3 separate regions of the Mus musculus genome follow, and regions 1 and 3 are each linked to region 2. The links are chromatin contacts, called in public promoter capture Hi-C maps. All regions are on one chromosome and are shown on one strand. The core of a region is the stretch at or near the end of the contact, and the rest is flanking DNA. Distances in the headings are between cores, read along the strand shown. Region 1 holds the start of Fry (FRY microtubule binding protein). Region 2 holds the start of Zar1l (zygote arrest 1-like). Region 3 holds the start of Kl (klotho).

Evidence for each region. Promoter capture Hi-C pulls out the DNA fragments that hold promoters and counts their contacts. Capture Hi-C pulls out chosen DNA fragments and counts their contacts.
Region 1: a promoter capture Hi-C map of pancreatic islet shows a contact between it and region 2. The contact joins the promoter of Fry here to the promoter of Zar1l in region 2. A contact is called at or near these places in 2 of 115 datasets of contacts at active chromatin or transcription factors (embryonic stem cells and microglia) and 1 of 9 other capture datasets (pancreatic islet).
Region 3: a promoter capture Hi-C map of liver shows a contact between it and region 2, with 2.5 times the contacts expected there. The contact joins the promoter of Kl here to the promoter of Zar1l in region 2. A contact is called at or near these places in 3 of 39 promoter capture datasets (liver and stem cell-derived epiblast-like cells).

The regions. Positions count from the first base shown.
Region 1 is chr5:150,258,081-150,261,588 of GRCm38.p6, reverse strand. Fry (FRY microtubule binding protein) reads right to left here and starts at 1,659. Exons shown (of 61, transcript NM_172887.2): 1 at 1,251-1,659. The coding sequence starts at 1,320.
Region 2 is chr5:150,516,686-150,520,182 of GRCm38.p6, reverse strand. Zar1l (zygote arrest 1-like) reads left to right here and starts at 2,024. Exons shown (of 4, transcript NM_001159693.2): 1 at 2,024-2,596; 2 at 3,123-3,215. The coding sequence starts at 2,024.
Region 3 is chr5:150,951,285-150,954,835 of GRCm38.p6, reverse strand. Kl (klotho) reads right to left here and starts at 2,229. Exons shown (of 5, transcript NM_013823.2): 1 at 1,295-2,229. The coding sequence starts at 2,119.

The DNA of each region.
Region 1 (3,508 bases), core at 410-2,909, 260 kb after region 2:
AAAGCAGCAGCACTACTCCCAAATGGCCTCCCGCTTGTACAGAAACACTCCAGACAAGCCCCCTAGTGCACAGTGGGGCTCCCTGAGCTGGGGAAAATGGCTTCTGTGGAGATCATCCACAGATGCAACCCCCAAATATCTTTGGACAGGCGCTTCAGCTTTCTCAAAACAATCTAGCCCAAGTTCTCTTGCCTAGGTTTGTTTACATAAAAAGGATTTTTAGCTACAGGTCATTCGTGGAGGATACGTTCGGTACCCCTCAGGGTTCCAGGTAGGTTAATTAGTATATACCCAATAAAATATAGAAAATAATTTTTAGAAACAAAATTTTAATGCAAAACAGTCGAGAGCGTCTAAAAGATCTGTCAGTCATTTGGCACAAAATCAGCACAAAAGCAGATGCATCAATAAGACTCTGTTTTTAAAGTGTGCAGAAAAATGCAAGGTATCCCTGAACATCTGAAAGGCCTCATTCTGATTTCTAACCCAGACCCAGGATGGCTTAGAGGTTGCCTTTTTGAAATAGTGAATTGCTAACAATTTTTATATAGGTCCGAAATGCAACTTCAGAACCATGATATTTTTATAGCCTAAGGAACCATCTGGGTCAGACCCATACTTGTTTACATTTCAGAAGCACGCTTGTACTAGAGCAACTAAGACCTCTAGAAGCTGGAACAGATAAACAGCCTTCTGAACACCATGCACAGGTACCAGGGATAGACCAAATGGATCTGCAGACCAGTTTGTGCCTAACAAAGATGAGTCTTAGGTTTTGGACTTCCAAGTCGTTTTCCCTCTTCAGACAATTACAATAATTGTCAATAATACAATAATTGTTAATAAGACAATTACAAAGTACTCTCTACCCTGCCACACCCCTTCGGCTAAGCTGCACTTCACAAAATATTTAGATGAAGCCTGAACACAGCAAACAAACACCAGGCAGGCAATGCAGCCTGGCATGCCGAACCTGCCCTCCCCAGAGTCAGAAGGGCCGCATCTCTGGAAATTCTAAGGAAAAAAAAATCTATTAATTTTATTGCAGCCTTCAAAGTTGAGCAGGGATAGTTCAGACACTGACGTTTTTGATTTTCACAGCAGATGGAGAGAGAGAGAGAGAGAGAGAGAAACTTCCTCAGCTCACAAACATATGTGTCCAGTTGAGATATGATTGCTCCAACCTTAGCAGCATCCAGAAAACAAAACCAAAAAAAAAATTATATATATATATATTTTCTATCACTCACCGTTACTCCAGGATTTCAGTAAATATTTGATACTGATTTCAAAGAAGCCGGAATCCTGCTGGCTGGCCATGTCTGCCTCATACAAAGAAGCCCCTAGGACTAGAAGCTGCAGTTGGAGGAGCAGGTACCGGGCGTGGAGATGTGCCTGTCACAGGTTAGTGATGTAAGCGAGGGTCAGAAGCAAACGGCCACGCTCCTCATTTAAAGGACACCGGGAGAGGGATGCTCAACCTCTTCTCCTCTTCCTCCTCCTCCGGGGCCAGGGCTGGCTTCTTATTTGCTGGGTGCTGATCTCCCTTGCAAGCCTTCAGAGGCAGAGGCCTCAGCCGCTTTCATTTCAGAGCTGACATAAGCAGCAATGCCTGCCTACTGCCTGCGGCCGCCCACATGCTCAGCCACAGCCAGGTATGGTGGCAGAGTCCCCACCCGCACTGTGAGCTGCTGCTGCACCCGGGTGGACAGATGTCTGGGCCTCCTGGCTGCCCACCCTGCAGCCCCCCGCTGAGGGATGGACTGAAGCCCCGCCCCCAGCCCCTTCCTTTCTCAACCTGAGCTCCCACCCAGCTTCCACCTCCCAGCTCGCTAGGGGAGGGACTAGGAATTTGCCAGCTGCCTGAGGCTCCTCGGTGCAGAAAGGTTGGCAGGCGGCAGCCCGGGGTGTGCTCGGGCTGCGATTTCCCCTTGTGTCTGTCCCTGAAAACACTCAACTGCGGCACTCTGCGGTAAGCCAGCTGCACCCTTGCATTTGGAAGCAGCGGCGTTTGGGGAGGGGTGTGTGAGTGTGTGTGTGTGTGTGTGTGTGTGTATGTGTGTGTGTGTGTGTGTGTATGGGGGGGGGGGGGGGGATTCTGTCATCGCTGCAACCGAGAAGCCAGACGCCTGCCTGCCTGGCCTTTCCTTCCTTCTCTGGGATGTGCAGACGGGGATCCGCATTTTGTGCAATACAGGCTTTTTGAGGGGCACCCTAGCCTCAAAGCCTGAAGGGAAGGAACACATGCTTAGTCGGCTTGCCTAGCGAACGCCCGGATTCCACCATGGACCGGTTTCTTCATGTTGTCATTTCTAAGACTCACACAGACCAACACACCTTATTTCATAAGCACGAAGGAGCTAGGATGCAAAGGCATTAGGCGCCTGCCTTCTCCTTAATTCTTGGTATCATGTGTCCTGATTTCAGTCGGCTTTGTTTCTCACAACTAATAGGCTTAGTGGAGGGATTAAATAAGAGAATTGTATTTTGACAACGATGGAACCTCTGTCAGGTGAGGTTTGACCAGCCATTTCGAAAGCCACTGGGCCCTCTTTTCCTCAGCATATCTATGACTGGAAGTTTCCAATAGAATGAATTATAATGTAGTAATTATTTAACGCCGCCGCCCCCCTCCCCCCCGCCCGGGCACACAAACGTACAAATTCCGTCCTCCAGCCAACACACAAACAAGACTTCCTAGTTCCTCTCCTAATTCATTCGAGAAACGAAAGGACAGTATACTTTTTTTTTTTCTAGCAAAGAACTTTAAAAACCAATTAAATGCCACTTCTAGAAATGTCCTGGTTTACCTGTGAATGTGGATATGGATACAGTACAGGATACACTCCTATACTCAATGCTTCAGCTTCCTGAAATCCTTCATCAGACTGAGGTCTCCCTAATTCACATGCATACTTCAGTGATGAGTTCATTTTTTTTTTAATCAGCTGTACCGAGAATGTACGAGATCTATGTAAAAGATGATTGGAAGGCTTTCCTTCAAAAATATCCATTAATAACTGGGTTGGCACTCCCCCATCTTACACAGCACTGAAAGAACAAGCCACAGGGGTACTGAGAAAAATGCTACATTGGCTCTCCCAGGGCCCCAGTCTCACCTGGCACCAGCTAGCTTCACTTGCATTGAAGCCTAAGGGAAATTATTAACTTTGCTAAACCTTGGACCCTCATTTATACAGTAGGCATACTCAATGCACCCATTTATACAGTGGGCATAATCAAGGCAACATTTCCTTGCACACAGCACTCTCATATTCCATTACTTAGTGAACCAATAGTAATAGTAAGTAGTGGGGGAGAGCAGGTTGTGATAAGCAAACAAGCTACTCTATATCGCCACTATAAATATTTATGGTTCGTTTGTTTTTGAGACAGGGTCTCTCTTTGTCTCCCTGGCTGTCCTGGAAATGACTATGTAGACCGCCTGACTCTACCACCTAAGTGCTGAGGTTACAGGTGTGCACCACCACACCCAGCCTTAAATACA
Region 2 (3,497 bases), core at 775-3,274:
TTCTTTTTTTTCTTTTTTTTTTTTTTGGTTTTTTGAGACAGGGTTTCTCTGTATAGCCCTGGCTGTCCTGGAACTCACTCTGTAGACCAGGCTGGCCTCGAACTCAGAAATCCTCCTGCCTCTGCCTCCCAAGTGCTGGGATTAAAGACGTGCGCCACCACTCCCGGCTTCACTTTTTTTTTTTTAAATGCCTGGATTTATGACTTTCTTTGTTCTGTTAGTGTAGATACATCATGAAACATTGTCCACACTGGAACATAGAATTTTGGGTAAACCTAAATCTGTGGTTTTAGGGCCATGACTGCTCAAATTTGCCTCTGGGTTTGACTCTGACTCCTTTTGAGGTGAGAGCTGTGTTTTACAACAGTTACTATTTATAGTCATCCTACTGTGCCTTAGACTCTGGATTTGCTCCTTTATGCCTTTTGACCAATACCACCCTCTACTGGTGACTGCATATTTGAGTTTCTTAGATTTTGCATATGAGGTCATGTAATAAAATCTTTTTTCTGTATAGCTTATTGCACTTAACATAATGTCCTCCAGGTTCATCCCAAACAAAAACAGACAAGCAAACAAACAAAACAGGTTCTGGCTGTGTAGCTAGGCTGGTCTCGAACTTGTGAGTCTCCTGCCTCAGCCTTTTGGGTTCTGGAATGACAAGGCCTATACCACCACACATGCTTTTTCTTTCTTGTTCAATGACTGATTAAAATTCCCATTTATATGGCAGTTTCTTTACTCATCTGTCATCTGATATGTAGGTTGCTTCCAGAGTTTGACTCTTGGATGAGGATGAGGGCAGAATCTCTTAATTGATTTCACTTTCTTTGCATATGCATACAAATAATGGGATTGCTAGGTCGGTGGTTCTATTTTTTAAAAAAAGGATAGGGCTGGAGGGATGGCTCAGCAGTTAAGAGCACTGGCTGTTCTTCCTAGAGGTCCTGAGTTTGATTCCCAGCAACCACATGGTGGCTCACAACCATCTATAATGAGATCTGAACTCTCTTCTGGCACGCAGGTATACATGCAGATATATGTTAAATAAGAAAATGTCTTTTAAAAGATATATTTATCTAGTTTTAAAAGGTATGTGTGTGGGCTGGAGAGATGGCTCAGTGGTTAAGAGCACTGACCGCTCTTCCAGAGGTCCTGAGTTCAATTCCCAGCAACCCACATGGTGACTCACAACCTTCTGTAATGGGTTCCGATGCCCTCTTCTGGTGTGTCTGAAGACAGCTATAGTGCACTCATATAAATAAAAATAAATAAATCTTTAAAAAAAAGTATGTATGTGCCTGTGAATGTGTGTCTATGTACGTGAGTGTAAGTTATATCCAGAAGAGGATGTCAGCTACCAGCTGGAGTTACAGGTGTTTGTGAGCCACCCAGTGACTGGGAATCCAAGTTGCTATGAGCACTTTGCAATATGATGCAATATGAACCACTGAGACATCTCTCCTGCCCTCCTATTTTTAAATCTTTATTTTTAATTATTATTATTATTATTTTTGATGGCAAGTGTTTCAAGACAAGGTTTCTCTGTGTAGCCCTGGCGGTCCTGGAACTCACTCTGTAGACCAGGCTTGCCTCCAACTCAGAGATCCACCTGCCTCTGACTCCCAAGTGCTGGGATTAAAGGCTCCACTACAGCACAGCCAATTGCTAATTCTTGAGGAGACTCCGTGTTAGTTTCCATAATACCTATACTAATTTATATCCTCACCCACTGATACCAGATCAACAAAGTCGTCACCAAGAGAATAAGTGAGTGAAATTACTAGTTAAAGCATGTGTGAAGAAGTCAGAAATGAAAAACAACCTTGAGAGAGAAAAAAAATTAGTGAGCACTGCTGATTGGAAAGGTAGGGAAAACAATTAGTCATCTCCTAGGTGACTTCAATTAGGGAGCTAACTGGCTGCTCCCGCTCTGGAATAAATTAAGAAACCTGGGTGAACCCGAATCAAATCTACAAAGAGGAAGAGGAGGGTGAGGGAGGAAACTCCCCCCTCCCCTCAAATGGAGCGTCTTTTCTGTGTTCCCTGTGGCTATGGGACCACAGACCCTTTGACCTACCCTGGCCCCTGGAGACACTGTCAACAGCAAAACTGGCCACAGAATATGGGAGCTCCCATTTTCCTAGCCAGGCTTAGGGTACCAGCAAATGTCTCGCAGTCCTGTATGAACCCTTACAACAGGGCTCAGCTTCAGGCCGTTTCCACTCAGATGGACCCCAACCTGAGTCTATGGCTACGCAGTGTCCACACCACGGAGGTGGGCGTACAGGTGAGCCTTCGAGTGGACAAGTCAGTGCAGTGCTCACAGGGGTCACAGACCCTCCACAGCAGCTCCCTCTCGGACAGAACCAGCTCCAGGAAGCCCACCGAAGCTTGGGAAGTAGGGCGGAGAGCCTTGATCCGGCGACCCCAGGATGGGGAAGACGAGGAAAGCCAGGAGGAGCTCACAGGACCTACAGAGGCCAGTCAGCTGCTGCTACCTACATGGAGCCGGGATCGTGAGGAGCAGTTCCCACGGCTGAAGGAATTGGGGGAGGAATATGCCCACAGCCCTCAGGACAGGAAGGGAAAGCAGGTATGTGCACGCGCAGAGCTCATTTGGGAAGCTCCGCTTTTAGCTGGCTTCTTTCTCTCTGCTCAGCCCCCCACCAGCAGGGTCCTCCCTCCTTCCATTTCCAGATCGGTAAGTGCTATTTCTACCTTTTCTTGGGCGAGGAAGGTGGCGTTCTGGAAGCATGTACTTTGTTTACATGGTCTGGGTGTTTTTCAAATTTTGGTAATATAGGCATGGAGCCTAATTTTAAAAAGTCTTGTCGTTATTTCTGGTGAAGATGAGGCCGACAGTAAGCTTCGAGTGTGTGAAAGGTGAACCTAGATTTTTATTTTTGGAGATGTTGCTGTTGGTGTTGCGGGAAATGGACAGGAAACATCCTAGGGCTGCGAGCCTAGAAGCTAAATTAACGGCTCTGTAGAGAATAGCTGAAAGCAAGGTCCAAGAAGTAGATGCTGTTGCGTTAAGCCATCAATTACGAAACAAGGATCTACACTCTTCTTCTCCTGACCCCCGTTAATAAAATACTTCCATTTGAATTTCTTTTCAGTTTTTGGAACTAAAATATGGCTATTTTCACTGTAAAGATTGTAAGAGGAGATGGGAGAGTGCTTATGTGTGGTGTATCTCAGGTACCAACAAGGTAAGCAAGTGTGAGAGGTGGGGCATGCGTGGGGGGAGGGGCACGGAGGCCTGGAAGGTGCAGGCGCATCAGTGGGAGATCTTTCCACCTCTTTGGCATAGATGCTGACAGGCATCGAGGATGTTTTTTTGTTTTTCTTCCCAAAACAGGGTTTCTCTCTATAGTCCTGGCAGTCCTGGAACTCACTTTGTAGACCAGGCTGGCCTTGAACTCAGAAATCCTCCTGCCTCTGCCTCCCCAGTGCTGCTGGGATTAAAGGCATGTGCCACCACGCCCGGCTTG
Region 3 (3,551 bases), core at 980-3,479, 430 kb before region 2:
AACCCCCCACTTTCACATACATAGAATTTATCATATGTACTCCAGACACTAGAATTTGCATCATTTAAATTTCAAGGAGTGATCCTTGTCCCTAATCTCTCTCTGGCAGGAACTGATAATTTGTCTTTTCTTCAAAAGATGGTTCAGTTCACCCACCTGCCCCCACCCCCATGGTTTTTCTACATCAGTCCTTCTGGGTTGATTTGGTCCAGGGCTTGTTGGTTTCTTTAAAAGATGGGCATATTGACCACACTTAGGAATCACTATTGTAAAAGTAACAGTATATAAAAATACACACCTACATGAAACCAAAGCCACGAGCAAACCCAGGTTTTGTGAAGCTGACATACAATGTCAGTTAGCCAATATCTCACTACCCAGAGCGCAGAATCGACTCAATAGGCCAGCGCTGTTCTGCCACAATTGTCTATGGTTAATTAGAAGTGTTTAGAACAGGCCTAGCTCTGTAGCTTAGAGTGTTGAAGTGCCCGACTGGTTAGAAAGTGTTTAGAAGGAGCCTCTGTCTTCAGGACGTTCAGAACCACTGACTGTATTTGGTCACTCACTTCATCGGTGAGGAATCCCTTCAACTAGAGAGAGCACTGTGGAAACACAGATGTTGGAAGAGCCATAAGCACACCCCCCTGTAGATGGTCCCGTGTTTATATGTCCATCTTGCACTGTGTGGGGGGGCAGGGAGGGGGGACTGTCTTCAGACCTATGACAATTCATGGTGATAGAGGCAAAGAAGTTCCTATCCAGCCCTGCCTCAGAAGGGACCTCAAAACACAGCTTAAACCCAAACAGTTCAAGGATTTTGACACTGCTACCAAACTAGATAACCTTGAGTCACTAGCAAGACGGGTTTTACTGAATTAACACAGAGGTCTTGCACGGGCAATGCCTGTTTGCAGCTCGTGAACACGGGTGTTGCTTTCATTCACCGTCTTTATTCTGACTCTGCAGCTGATTCTAACAAATCTTGCTGGCCATTACCTCTAGGAACTTCGACTTCCCAACACCTGGGGAGAAACGCTTGCTCAGTGGAGAAATGGCCCCGTGTCCTTTTCTAGGGGCCCTAAAGCACGCGCTGCAGGATTCCGCTCCAGTTTCTAACTCCACTTCTAGAAGAGAACCCCAGAGCTGCTGGGGGGGGGGGGGTGTCTCCGCCTGCAAAGTGTCAGACCTGTGTGACCTCGTAATGGGTTCAAGTAAGGATTTCTGGAAGTGGCTCTGGCACTTCCGAGGCCCTCTGTCCCCCAAGGTGGCCCCCTGCCTGGCCCCTCGAACTCACCAAAAGTAGGTTGTGGGCAACCAGGTACCCGAGCCTGGAGCTGCCCCTCACGCCCGGGGCCAGGCGCCCGGTGGCATACCCGTGCCAGGCCACCACGTAGGGGTTGTCAATGGTGATCCAGTACTTGACCTGACCACCGAAGTGGCGGAAGCAGAGCTCGGCATAATCCCTGAAATGGTCGGCCAGGGCGCGATTGGCCCATCCGCCATAGGTGTCCTGCAGGCGCTGTGGCAGGTCCCAATGGTACAGGGTAACCACCGGCTGCACGCCCAGCTCCCGCAGCCGCTCCAGCAGCCGCCGGTAGTAGCGCAGCCCCTCGCGGTTGGGAGTGCCCGCGGTGCCATTGGGGAGCACCCGCGCCCACGATATGGAGAAGCGGTAGTGGGTGACCCCCAGTTCGCGCAGCCCCTCTGTGTCGCGGTAGACGTTGTTGTAACTATCGCTGGCCACATCTCCAGTGGAGGACAGGGGAGGCGACGGGGCACCCGACGGCGCCACGACGATCGGGGAGTCGGACGGGGCCGCCCCAGAGTGATGGGTGAAAGTGTCCCAGATGGACGCGCCTTTGCCGTGCTGTCGCCAGCCGCCCTCGGTCTGATAGGCGGCGCTGCCTACCGCCCAGAGGAAACCGTCGGGGAAGGTGTCGTGGAGGAGGCCAGCGGCCTCTGGGGCAGGAGCGCGCGCGAAGCGAGCCCAGGTCTGCGCGCCCTGACCCGGCTCAGCGCTCAGGCAGCGGGCGCGCAGGGCGAGCAGCAGCAGATGCAGCAACAGCAAACGGAGCAGCACCAGCCGCGGCGGGCGGCGAGGAGGGGCGCGGGCTAGCATGCTGCGGGAGCCGGGAGGGCACCGCGCCGCGCCCCTATATGCCCGCGCCCCGCCGCCCTCCCTACGCGGTGCCCACCCCCGCTCCCGCCGCCCCACGAGCAATGATTATCCAGAGCAGGCGCCGCCCCCCACTCCGGCCTGGCACGGGGGCGGGACAGGGGCTCAGCCAGCCAGGGTGCCCAGAGAGAGCACAGCAGGGGTCATAGGGACGTCGGAGAACAAGCACCTGCTGCAGCCAGCTCAGGGAGCAGACTATTCCACATCGCACAATCCTGTGGCCTCCATCCTGAGATGTCCCCGCGTCGCCCACTCCCCGCGTCCACTCCCTTTGCCTTCCTGGGACTGGTGTTCCTGGAGGACAGAAACAGCTGCCCAACTTTGCACAACGTTTGGCGCCTCGGGGGTGGGGGAGTGGGGAAAATCACCTGCTTTCCCCTTTCTCCCATTCTGAGCCCTCTATCCAGGGGAATCTTTCAGAGAACATCCCAGGAGAGCTTTGCTGTATCTGAACACAGCAGGAAGGCAGGGTGGGGAATTCAGGTGGAACTTTGCGAGGTTTAAGAGTACTCAGGCAGTTTTCTTCTGATAAGAGAGTCCCCCATCCCATTAGAGAAGGCGAGAGTCCGCCTTGCCTCAGACCCCAGCCTGCAGAGCCTACAAGAACACACAGTGGGTCTAAGAATGATGGGTTGTGTGAGGCTTCTGTTTCTCCTTTCCCTGGGTCGTCCCCTTCTCTTCCCTCCCCCGTTATCCCCCTTTAACCCTTTAAATCAGCAGTGTTCCTTAATGAGATCCCTCTGGATTCTCTGGTGAGGTTGTAGCTGTGAGTTGTTTTCCAAGAGAAAGAAAAACTCCAGACCACTCACATTTCAACTTCCATGGCACCATATCCCGTTCATCACCCTTTGCCATCCTTCTTATGAATATCCACGTTTTGACGTCCAGCCCTGGCTTAGCAAGTGGGGTCTCTGGGCAGGAGTGCTGGGTGGGAGACTTCTGTCCCCCACGCCGTGTATGTATGTATGTATGTATGAATGTACACCTATACCTATACATATACACGGGCTTTGTCCCATTCATTGGGAAACATCTCGAAGCTCAAAGGACAAATGTACACTAAGATGAGTCCCTAAGGGAAGCCCAGAAAAAATGAAGGATGCCACCATCCTACTCAGTAAGGTACAACTCAGCCGCTGCCTCCCGCCCACAGAGGGATGAGTAACATCCTTGCAGAACAGGCACTCTGAGAGTGATGTCCTCCTCAGAATTCCACACAAATAGAAAGTCAATACAGCCACAAGTGTTACATTCGAAGATGCTTGCTACAATGTCAGCACAGTAAACTTACTCCAGTACTTGATGAAATAGTCTCAACTCCAGCAAGCACACATTATCACCATTAGTGATATGAAGTCACCAGGTGGGGACAAAG